2 separate regions of the Mus musculus genome follow, and region 2 is linked to region 1. A link is a contact called in public HiChIP or PLAC-seq data. All regions are on one chromosome and are shown on one strand. The core of a region is the stretch at or near the end of the contact, and the rest is flanking DNA. Distances in the headings are between cores, read along the strand shown.

What was found. HiChIP or PLAC-seq counts read pairs in DNA pulled down with a chosen protein or histone mark.
Region 2: a contact with region 1 is called in an HNF4G HiChIP or PLAC-seq map of pancreatic cancer cells. The contact joins the promoter of Tlr3 here to the enhancer-like site in region 1. A contact is called at or near these places in 9 of 39 promoter capture datasets (the 3T3-L1 cell line, cranial neural crest, embryonic stem cells and 6 more), 1 of 115 datasets of contacts at active chromatin or transcription factors (pancreatic cancer cells) and 1 of 9 other capture datasets (adipose tissue).

The regions. Positions count from the first base shown.
Region 1 is chr8:45,526,952-45,532,944 of GRCm38.p6, reverse strand. All of the region lies in intron 1 of Sorbs2 (sorbin and SH3 domain containing 2), which reads right to left. Among named protein-coding and RNA genes, the nearest start is that of Sorbs2, 22 kb to the right of the region's middle. Within about 2 kb of position 3,899, at least 31 of the 459 cell types and tissues checked have an H3K27ac peak or open chromatin away from gene starts, as enhancers often do. A contact at or near this core is called in pancreatic cancer cells, where this site is marked.
Region 2 is chr8:45,406,376-45,412,142 of GRCm38.p6, reverse strand. Tlr3 (toll-like receptor 3) reads left to right here and starts at 1,763. Exons shown (of 7, transcript NM_001357316.1): 1 at 1,763-1,843; 2 at 2,165-2,347; 3 at 3,408-3,477.

The DNA.
Region 1 (5,993 bases), core at 2,650-5,149:
ACTATAGACCAGACTGGCCTCCAACTCAGAGATCCACCTGCCTCTGCCTCCCTGAACACGACTGCAATGATTTATTTCCCTCAACCAATCCCAGTTTTTAGTGTCCACATCCTTCCAATAATATGCTATTCCATTAATAATCTACTAGTGGATTATTGCATTGATTATATCAGTACCCTCATGATCCACTCATTTTCCCCAAAGTCCTATATCTGAGCATAGCACTGAGGTCTAAGTCTTCAACAAAAACGCTTTGGTGATGTGTGCTTTGGGGTTGGGGGACACTTCTAAGTCTATGTCCTAACAAGCCTTTGTGAACTACAGTGGTCAAAGTTCTCTGGCATGCTTTATCAAACCCTTTGGATTTATTCTAACCAGTCACGCTCAGTGATGGTTAGTCCAACGCTAAGATACTTCAAAGAACCAATCTCACATGATCCAAAAAAAGAAAAAAAAAAAAATAAACCTTGACTTCATCTTCGTCTGCCTTCTATAATTGAGTCTGAAGTCGAATGCACTCAAATATTTTGTCCATATAATTTTTTCAGCCCTGTTTGAAGATGTCGAAGGAACTTTTCAAAGCACGCGCGCACACACACACACACACACACACACACACACACACACACAAATGGTTAAATATACCTTTAAAATTTTTAAAGATTAAAAACAAAAGTGAAAGGGGGGGTTGCTTTCTCTTTCAAATCTCACACAAGCCTCTGTAAAACAGAGACATAAAAGAACTGACCTGGCCACGTGGCCATGAGGAATCAGTAATGTATGCAAAGTACTTACTGCTTTTACCTGGCACCTAGGGATGCAGGATACATATTTCCTGCTGATATTACCATTGCTTGTCCATAAGAACCTACACATTATCCTGAAGCCTTAGGAAATGTAACTTTGTACTTGTTTTAGGGGATGCTTTAAATCCCTTCCATGCCGCTCCCAAGGAAAAGAACCTACACTTGTAGTTTGTATCATCTTAGTGTTTAAACACTAGCCCCTCTCTTTACACTTTACATGGGGATATTTCTAATCTTTTGAATTCTCTCTACTAATGAACTTCTCCTTTTTCCTGAACCTCCCAATTCGGAAACCACAATTCCTAAACTGTGAACTGTTAATGGATTAGCACCTTTGGTTTCCAGAACAATTAAAAAAAAATCATAGTTTCTAAATTCTAAAACTAGGCAGATATCTCTGAAAGGAACATTAACCCTTAACATGCATATGAATGTTTTGAATTTATTTTTTATTAATTAATTTATTAATATATTTTTAAAATCCCAAGCCCTATGAAATGCATGCCTCTGGGAAGTTCCCTGTAATATCATGTCTTGTAATAGGATAGATAACATCATGATTTGTGAAGTTAGAGGCATTACTGGTTAAGTGAAGACTAGCCCAGAATTGTTTACAGTGATAAAATCATCTTGACTTTACACAATATAATTATGTGAACATTCTCTATCTAACTGAATACATTATGGTTGCCCTAAGGAATGAGTAAAGGAACTTTCAATGCTATTCAATACAGGAGTCAGGGGAAGAAAAATAAGGAGTGAGGGAGAAGAGAGAGAAAAGAAAACTCTTTCCTTTTGTTTGTTTGCTTTCTTGCTTGTTTTCGAGACAGGGTTTCTCTGAGTATCCCTGGCTGTCCTGGAGCTCACTCTGTAGACCAGGCTGGCCTCGAACTCAGAAATCTGCCTGCCTCTGCCTCCCTCAGCACTAATTAAAGAGCTAAGGAGAAAGTTTCATTTTGAAAATCTTATAGTCTGTTATGGTGAGTATTTTACTGCAAAAAAATTCACTCCCCAAATTGTTGAAGACAATGAGGCCGAGTTTATTCAGAAGACAACTAAAACTCTGGTTCTGTCATAGAGATAAGAAACTACACTCAAGTCCAGTATACGTGCAAATAGAATTTTGTAGATCAGGAGCAGAGTTGGGGGGTCAGTGCGTAGAAAATGAAAGAGGAAACGTCAAGGCTAGACAGACTTCTACTGCTGCTACTTTATTTAAAAATAAAACTAAACCAAAAAGAACCTTGCAGAGGGCAGGCCAGAGTGATAAGATATAGAGGGTGGGACTTCAGGAACTTGTCAGATAGCAATGATGATTAGATATCGAGAGTGGAAGAATTTCATTCTACTGACTGTCAGAATTCTTGACTAAATATTTAAGGTCTCTCTCTGCCTTTCATCCCAGTACTTGGGAGGCAGAGGCAGGCAGATTTCTGAGTTTGAGGCCAGCCTCTCTCTACAGAGTGAGTTCCAGGACAGCCAGGGCTACACAGAGAAACCCTGTCTTAAAATATATATATATTTTTTTTTTCCAAAGTCTGAGACTCAAGTGGTACCGGGGTAAATTCAGGTCAGGGACAGCAGACAATCTTTGAATGATCAAGAGTCTATGTTTATAACAATTAAGAGAAAGTACAACAGTGAGATGACCATGTCCACCAATTCCTGAGTGTACCTCAGTTTGGAATATCCTTGAAGTGTTAGCAAACCAACTCCTAATACTTAGTAAACCAATAATTGGGAGAAAGGCATCTCAAGGTTTTAAAGAAAGGAATTGCTTAAAAGCAGCCAGAAACCAAACATAGAGGAGAAAGGGAATGAGAAGGAGTTTAAGGAACAGCAACAGATAAAGAGGAAAACGAGGGTTAACTAATGAGGACTTGGAGAAATCTCAGAGACATCTGCAGATACAGAAAGAGGTGTCATCTTAGAATGACACACACATTGCTTTCAGTGTCATCCTGACAGTTGCCAATAATTAGGAGTGGCTCATTCTACTATCTTCATTATTCTGGGTATGGAAGATGATATTGTATGCCTTGGCCAGTGGACTACTGTCTCCATTTAAAAAAACACAAGTAAAAAATTCAGATACATTCAAATATTAAGTCAGGTAAAAATAGATCTATCTCAAATGAACACATCCTGCTGAACCAAGCCAACTGTGTGGCCTTCCTTCCCCAGACAGTGTCAAGTTTTTATTGCAAAATGTGAAGAGAACAGAGTCACCTGAATGTGATGTCACTGCAAGCCTCTGAGGCCAACCTCTGTCAACAGCTCAAGTAAGGCCCAGTTCCAAACTAGATGAGGCCAACTCCATATCTGCTTATCCTGTCCTACCATGGTTTGTTCTGACAGACCATACCTTATCCTAAAAGCTAATAAAAATATTCTCTAGATTTCTGTCACCCACTAGAAATACAACTATCCATGCCACTTTGTCAATTAACCTACTATGTTCATTGTTTAGCAATTGTGGAGAAAAAAAAAACAAATAGAATTCATTGAAATCTTCTGGTTCAAAATATATCTAAAATGTCTCCATCTGCTAAAAGGTAGTTTTGTATCTCTACAACATGAATAACATGTTTGGTTCTCAGGCAGTCAAAGCAATCATGGGCACTTGGGGCTTTCAGAGAAACTAAGCTGATTCAATATCACTGGGTAGGCTAATGACCAGTTTCCTGGGAGAAGATCAGAATGGCTTACACCAGCCATGACTTCAAAGGCAGAGCAAACTGAGGAGTAATTGTATTTTCATGTGTTGATGAAAACACCATCTACCTAGTGATCTTATGTCTGCTTGAATATTACAGGATTTGCATAGTATTATTGTAGAATTATCAAGTGTGGTGTTTACCATAGCCTATTGAAGTAGGGCAGTGTTTAAATGATCTTAGGGAGTCTAACAGTTTGTATGCACATATGTGTGTTTGCTTAATAAAGAACACAAACTGAGTGACTTATACAATGGAAATGATCTCATAGCTCTGGAAGCCAGAAGGTTAGGGACAAGGCTATGGAAGGGTGGTTTCCTTCTGTGGTTATGGGGACAGATTTGTTCTCTGCCTCTCCCGGTTTGTCACACATGCTTGGCATTCTTTGGCTTGAAGCACATTACCTTATTCTCTGTCTTTGTCTTTACACGGTGTTCTTCCCATGTATGTCTATGTCAAAATTCTCTTTGTTTATAAGGACATCACTTGCCCTGGCCTAAGAGTCTACCCTATTTCACTATGACCTCATCTTACCAGCCTATTTCCAAAAACAGATCACATCCTGAGATACTGAAAGTTAGAATTTCAAAATATATCTCTGAAGGTAATGGACACAATTTAACCATTGCAGTGGTACTTTGGTGAAAACAGGTCATATAAAATTAGAATCCTTACTGAAAAGATAATAAAGCTTAGCCTCATGCACGCATTGACTTTATACTGGCTTTTGGCTCTCACTATCTCTGGATTGGTGGATTACATACTTCCCAGAGATTCTAGTTTTATTCTAAATCAAAAGTCTTTTCTTCAAAGTAGTTTCCTCTATAGAAAAACAAAACAAAACAAGACCAAAAAACCCAAAACCAATCTCTTGGAAAGATGCATCATCAACCCTTTCCAGGTAGGTTAACTGCGGTCACCCCCTCTATTCAAGTGACAGAGCTGACTTCTCTTTTAGATTTTGTATCTTTTTTCTCCTGACCTCTTTAGCTACTACATATAGCTACTATATATAGCTACTGTAGCACTCAGAACTGTCTGCCTGAGAACATATATGAAAAGCCATCTTGAGGAGTAGACCTCAGTGTAAACCCTTGTAAGCCCTTATGGACAGAAACACACACAGACACTTTTCTAGCCACTCAGGGACTCCTATTGGTAGAGGCAACCAAAATTACTCTTTAAGAATAGAGAAGATCCAATTTCCCTTAACTTAGAAAATTTACTATTTTTCTGAACTTCATGTGTGATTTCACATAGAAAAAAATATTTGAGAGAGAAATCAAAAAAGTTGTGAACATTCATCTCAGGCCAAACACTCAAACTGTGGTCCCTTTTCCCTAAAGACTGTTGATATAGTCCTCCATGTGTATCCTAGACTCCTCTATCCACAAGGCCGTTGATCTTGACTTTTCCAGACAGTTTGTAATAGAATCAAGCAACTTTTGAGTTATTTGTATTTGGCAGTGCCTATTATGTATCAAATAGTTTCTGTCTCTCTGGGTCAAAGCCAATAATTATAGATGTCAAAATAGACTGATAACTGAAACCAGTGAGGAATGTATCAGTTGCCCAGTGGGTGGTTGAATAAAACCTAAGCCAAATTAAATAATGGAGAGGCGTGTGTGTTATAAAGCCACAAGGATTTAATCCATAGCAGCTATTATTTCCACATGCTTCTGTTCTACTAAGGTCAAGTGTTTCTGCAGCAAATGCAGAATTTCCAACTTATTATTTCCTGTTTAAATACTGCTTATCTAATAATTCAGAACTACAGACTAATGTATGAAAGCTAACACCTTAAAACAGAGATTTCTTGAATTTTGTACCAGTTTGCTCTGCCCCACTATGCTTATTGACATATGGGTTCCAACATGCTCAAAATAATATCAAGCACATAAATCATTCCCATTGTGTATTAGCACTATTCTAACTGTGTGGATGATGTCAGGTCAGATCAGCAGGACAAGCCCCAACAGCGAAGGATACCACTTCATTGCTGTGTAGCCATTGTGAATACCCAAGCTGACTCCTTAGACATATAAACTTTAACTTGGGGAATTTATGAGGTCACCCCCCCCCCCCACCTTCGCCATCATCATTGAGAAACAAACCAGTTAAGAATCTAGTGAGGTAAGCAGTTTTTGAGATGTTGTATAGTACATGAGCAAAATTTATTTTGCTCTCCTAAAGGTCAAACGAAGTTATAACTGGAAATCAAAACAAATCACCATTGGAGAACATGAAAGGTAAGCTTGTATAGTTTTTGATTGGAAGCATTCCCTGTTACAGGATGGCTATGAAGTGACCCTTGTAGGGTTCAGGTGTAGAGGGCTTGGGCTTCAGCAAACAGATCTAATCATTGGGGCATGCTTGAAACACGAAGATGTGATTATAATTAATCACAGTGATAGGTTAACCTATCAATAGAGTCTTGAATTGGTGGCATTATGGGTAACTGATAGAAAAT
Region 2 (5,767 bases), core at 514-3,013, 120 kb after region 1:
AGCAGGCTGGTCAGCTAGGCTAGCAGCAAGGAGCTCTCAGTTCAGTTGAGAGACCCTTCCTCAATGAACAAAGTGTAGCACAATAAAGGAAAATACCCCAAATCAATTTCACGCCTTGATGAATATGTGCACATGTGTGCATATGTCCCCCACCCCCAGTATGTACACATATACATGCCAAGATATGTACACTTGAAAAAAAAGTTCTCTATTTATTTGAAGCCACTTACTAGTCAACTAACATTACAGCTAACCTAATATCTGTAAAGAATTACAAAGCATAAGATATTATAGATTATAGAGGAAGTATATTGTACTTATCTAATGCTGCATGGCCTATCACTCCATTTCTAAACAGTAAAGCAGCAGCAAGATGGTTTGCAGCTTTTCTGGGATGTTGGCAGAACTTGTTGAAGAAGGTCATTCAAGGTCATTGCTGAAGAAACTGCAGTAAGTTAAAGTAGATTGGAGGACTGTCTCCCATGCAGCCAGAGTCCATGTTAGCCATCTCCTAGGTGTTCGTGAGCATGCACATTCCCCTCCTTATATCCATTGCACAGCTAATCTAGGCTTCTGATTGCATAGCATTGGAGCCCCAGATTCCAATGAAGCCTGAGAGAGACTGGTGTTCCAAGAAGACAAGTCTTAAATACAGAGGCACTTATCAGGCTTCCCTAATGGACTCAGAACCAGACAGATATCCACTTGGTCAAAGCTACCCAAGCCAAGGGTCAGTGTGGGAGAGGACCATACAGCAGCCGATTCTCTGTCAGGAGACTAGTCCTTTAGAGGCTAGCAAGTTCTTCTGTGAGATGGTGTCAGAAGTAAAATTACAAAAATGCAGCCCAACCTGTTTTCAAGGAACCCACAGAGGTGAAATCTTGCCAAGACTATCAACGTTGTGTTGGCATCCAGGTGGATCAATGTAGAGGTCATTAATTTACTGAGGACAAAGTGCTTGCTTATGGTGTTGAGCTAAGAGTGTAGCCATGAGCCAGGTAACCACAGGAAGTAACCTCCTGGGGCCAGGGAAGAGCAATTTGCACCAGGATACAAAGTTACTTCTTGCTTTCACTTCTGTGGCCATTCACCTTTTCCACTTTCACCTCTGCCAAACAAAGGAACTATTGACTGAGAGCTCAGGCACTCCCCTCTCTTGGCTTCAAGACAAGAAGATCAGGTCAGGTGCTCTCCCATTTCTTGTATGCTTTATTACGTTTAACTTTTTTTTTAAAACTAAATAACAACCTGGCTGAATACTATGTCATTGCTCATCTGTAATGAAAAGAAAACTGACTTCATTCCCTTGCAACTCCGTTTCTTTAACCAGTTGGAGTCCTCATAGCTAATTGAGGAAGAAGGAGTTAATCCCGAGCTCTTCTCTGACCAAACAGATGCCTACTGATGCCTAATTTGTGGGTTTTGTGGAAAACTGGGCCTGCTTGAGTAAGAAAGGCTCTTTGTGACACCCAGTGCTGGACCAAACTTCTGCCTTCCTTCCTCCCTCCCTGCTCCCTTCCCCCATTGTTATTTCCCGGCCTAGTTGTTTCTGGGAGTTTCCTGCTTTTGAGGCAGGACCTCCTCCTGTGTCCGAGATGTCCTCAACATTTCCTGCTGGAAAACTGGATGGCCATTTTTACCTAAGAGATTAAGTTCGACTTTACTCATTTTGCAAAGAAGATAAAGCGAGGTAAGTGAATGGCTTTCACTTTGTTTAGACACATCCCATTTCCCCACACGGCCGGTCCCTGTTGGCCCCTCCCACTATGCGCGATTCCCGACCAGCACTCTGGGTCTCTGGGCGGCAGTCCCAACCTCAGACCATGCACTGCGCATATCACAGGTTTGCAAGGATCTGAAACCCACTGCAGAGGGCTTGGCTCTGAAGCCAGAAACTTACTGACTTCCAGAATTCTGCCCCCAGGCGGCGGCCGGTTCCTCGGCTTACACCTTCCTCCCTGAAGGTCGATTTGTGACCATTTCAATGAATCCCAGGAGGCCCTTAAAAAGAAACTAAAAAAGGGTAACAGTTTAATAACAATTTAACTGTTTCGCTGAAAATATCCTCTCTCTCTCCCTCTCCCTCTCCCCCTCCCCCCCCCCCCCTCTCTCTCTCTCTCTCTCTCTCTCTCTCTCTCTCTCTCAACTTAAGTTTCACTTTCAGGCTGAAAGGAAATGTGTGATTTAAAAAAAAAAGTCTGAATGAAAACTAAGGGGATGCAGGACCTCAGGCTGAGTAAAATCAGAATGTACTTGGCTTTTGAGGTTGACGCACCTGTTCTCTATCTGGGAAGTTAAACTGCCTGAATCACAATCGCGCACCAAAAGAAGATAGAAGATGATGCAGGTATTGGGAGAAGGGGAAAAATGCACCATAGTTCCAAATGTAAATTTAGCTACAAATTCTGATATCTTGTGATGAAATGCCAATTTTATGCAGCAACTAAAACAACAGCAGCAAGAACATACTTCCTCTATAGACTTCTCTTCTTGGAAAGATACTTTGAGAAAGCATTCAAAGTGATTTTGTAAAAGGCTTTAAAAAGTGGGTGAATGTGGCTCTGAGGGGTGTAAGGGGTAAACAAGATCAAAATACATATGTATGTGTAATGAATAGTATGAAATCATCAAAGAGCAAGTAAAAGGATTATATTAAAAGGTAGTTAAAAATACTTTTTAAAAAATTGCACCTTTTCCAAAAACAAAATAAAACAACAACAACAACAACAACAACAAAAACGCAGAAGGTTAAAAAGTCCTTTGTATTTAGTGAGCTAGAAAGGAAGACCTGGCACTCCATGACAATGTTCTTGAGAAAGGACAAATTCTCAGATGTTTCTAGGAACTGGCCAGTCACTTTCTGTTACAGAATGAAGAAGGGCAGCAGGAGAGGAGGGCAGGCTGTTCTGGAAGTTGTAGAGTAAGGCCAGAAACCAGGCTGGCAAATTATGGACTAGTTTGGGGAAAGCAGTCAACCTTCACCATATAGAAGTTGTCATAAGCTCTTCTCATGACTTTATGATGTGATTTTGTGTTGACACGTATCTAACTGTTTTGAAAGCTTTTCCTTACTATTAACTATTACCTACTAACTCGTGTTACTGATGAAAAAAGTTTTATGATCTCCTTAACACGCTGTTTAGGATTTGTCCCCCTCCCACTTTCTCTGTCTTTCTGCTTGTGCATGTGGTCACCATTCTGAATTCCCTAACATTCTAGTCACTCATGACCTTGTTTTTCATGCAGCCTGCTTCATTAGTGGATTTTTTTTGGGGGGGTGGATTTTTTTTTTTTTTTGCTTTTCACTCTCAATGAAGTTTGTTTTCAGATTGAGACTGTCTTTCAGTTATTCAGGGATACAGTTTGGAAATGCATTGGTCCTTAGTAATTCTAATTTCTATTTACAGTCTTTCCAGAGGGATAGATGTTACCTAAGCAAGGAGTAGAATATGATACAGGGATTGCACCCATAATCTGGTAAGTAGAGGTGAAAACAATACCTCGAGGAAAATTTGCTAGTTGCCTGTCTCTTACTTTGCAATCTGTTTTGTAATGCAAAGTTTATAATAGGCTCACATGCATAGAAAAAAAATCAGTAAATATCATATGATCACTGGGGGTCATGACCATATCATCTGAGGGAAAGGGGAGGCAATTGTTTTAAAAACATATTACAGGTGAACTTCAAAACTAATGCACTAATAAAGGCAGTCATGTATATGAGAATGAATGAGATCCCATTTTCTGAGGTTACAGGACTAATCTGTAGGGAAGGCACTGGTTGCTTCTGGGAGTAAGGGTAGACATTAACTGAAAAGGGGAGAGAGGAATTCTTTGGATTTGAGTTACACAAATCAATTCATTTGCCAAGTCAGAGGATACATACTTAAAATGCATCTTATTATGTGGAGTTTTACATTAGATAACAAATTATATATTAAAAATACTGAAACTAGAAACGAGGAAGTAATCTGTCCAAGGAGGAGACTGATGCTCGCAGTACGGGTTTGTAAACTGATGACACAGGTGTGTGGATAGATTACTATATGTGCTCTAACACAAGCATAGTTACTGTAGAATTCTTTGAATTGTCTAGAATATTTAAGAATACTTTCTTGACCCCCCCCCCTTTTTTCCTGTTTTGTTTAGCCATATCTGGCCTGGAAATTACCATGTAGAAAGCCAGGCTGCCCTCAAACTCACAAAGATTCACCTGCCTCTGCTTTCCAAGGGCTGATGGGATTAAAGATATGAGCTACCATGTCTGACCCCCTTTTAAGAATTTTTATTAAAAAATTTGGGACTGTGTTGACATAGGATATCCATATACTGGAGCATTTTATATCAATAAAAATGATGAATGTTGGGACATGATGTGATGTTAATACATCTTACAAATCATGTGGAGCAAAAGAAAGATTGATGAATGGTAAAATGGTACACACTCTCTCAGCCCTGGGGATGCTCTAAGACCACAGTGAGTGCCTGAGAGCATCAGGAGTATCTAACCCTACATACAGAATTCAGCAGTCCACACATGCCTGTGATGAAATTTAGTTTATAAATTAGGCACAGGAAGGGGTTAATGATAATCAATAATGAGCTCTCTCTCCATCTCTCTCTGTCTCTCTCTGTGTCTTTGTCTCTGTCTCTCTCACTGACACACACACACACACACACACACACACTGCCTCAGTTCATCATTGTACTGTAGTAATATTTTGTATCATGGCTGTCACAAGTAACTGAAAACATAGAATGAAATTTTGCTAATGGGGACTGTTGTGATGCAAGATTTCATTAATGCTGACTACAAAGGCAGGTAGCCTTATGTGTAAGAATTAAAAGTGTGTGTTTAGGAAGAATGAAGGATTGATGGGGTATGTGGGAGAGAAATTTCTTAAAGCATTGGAGTCCTGTGTTTCTTGATTTGAGTAGCGAGCCCACTGACCCAGTCATTTATGGAAATTTAATAATTTGTTCATTTATGCCCGCACTCTGGTCGAGTCAGCTTGGAAGCTACTCACGAGGCAGAAGAGTTTCACAGAAACTCACCTCTTGGAGTCTGGCGTCCTCTCTAACCCACACATTAATATTCCATTCTCACATTAGTCTGGTGTATGGATCCACGTGCTCTCTTTTAGTATTATCTTATTATAAGTGCCTTTTAAGATTGAATTCTGACATAGCTAAAGCCTTCACCAGTGTTTCAACAGTCCTAGAAAGTCCTTAAGCAGACCATGGGAATTTAGTGACATTCAGAATTGCCTCTGGCATTACACTATCACTTAAAATAAAAGTCGAGTTGCTCCCATATACAGGAATTTACAATGGTTTAGGAAGTAGATCCATCAGTCTGTGGTTTTAAAGTATTGCATTATTCATGAGATGGTTAGCTAGAACGGAACTCCCTAATTAGAACCATGACTTGGGTGTGAAAGCCCTTGCCCTAGGAGTGTAAAGACCTCACACCTGGCTTCTAAGACTATTGCTGACCTTAGATAGGGCTGACTTTGTCTCAGTTATTTTATTGCCCAGTTCCTTCCAGTCTTTGTGTTTTCATTCTTCTGTTTTGTGTAAGAGTCATTAAGCATCCGGTAACCTCATTTGTACCTTGCCGATGTGTCACCTAACTTCCCTATTTTCTTCTGTATAAAACGTTTGATGCTCAATTTGACAAATTACATTCAGATTCTACACAACCACTCCTGTGTGCATCTGTCTGTCAATTCATCCAATGCTTTGCCCACCTGTGACTAGAGACCCG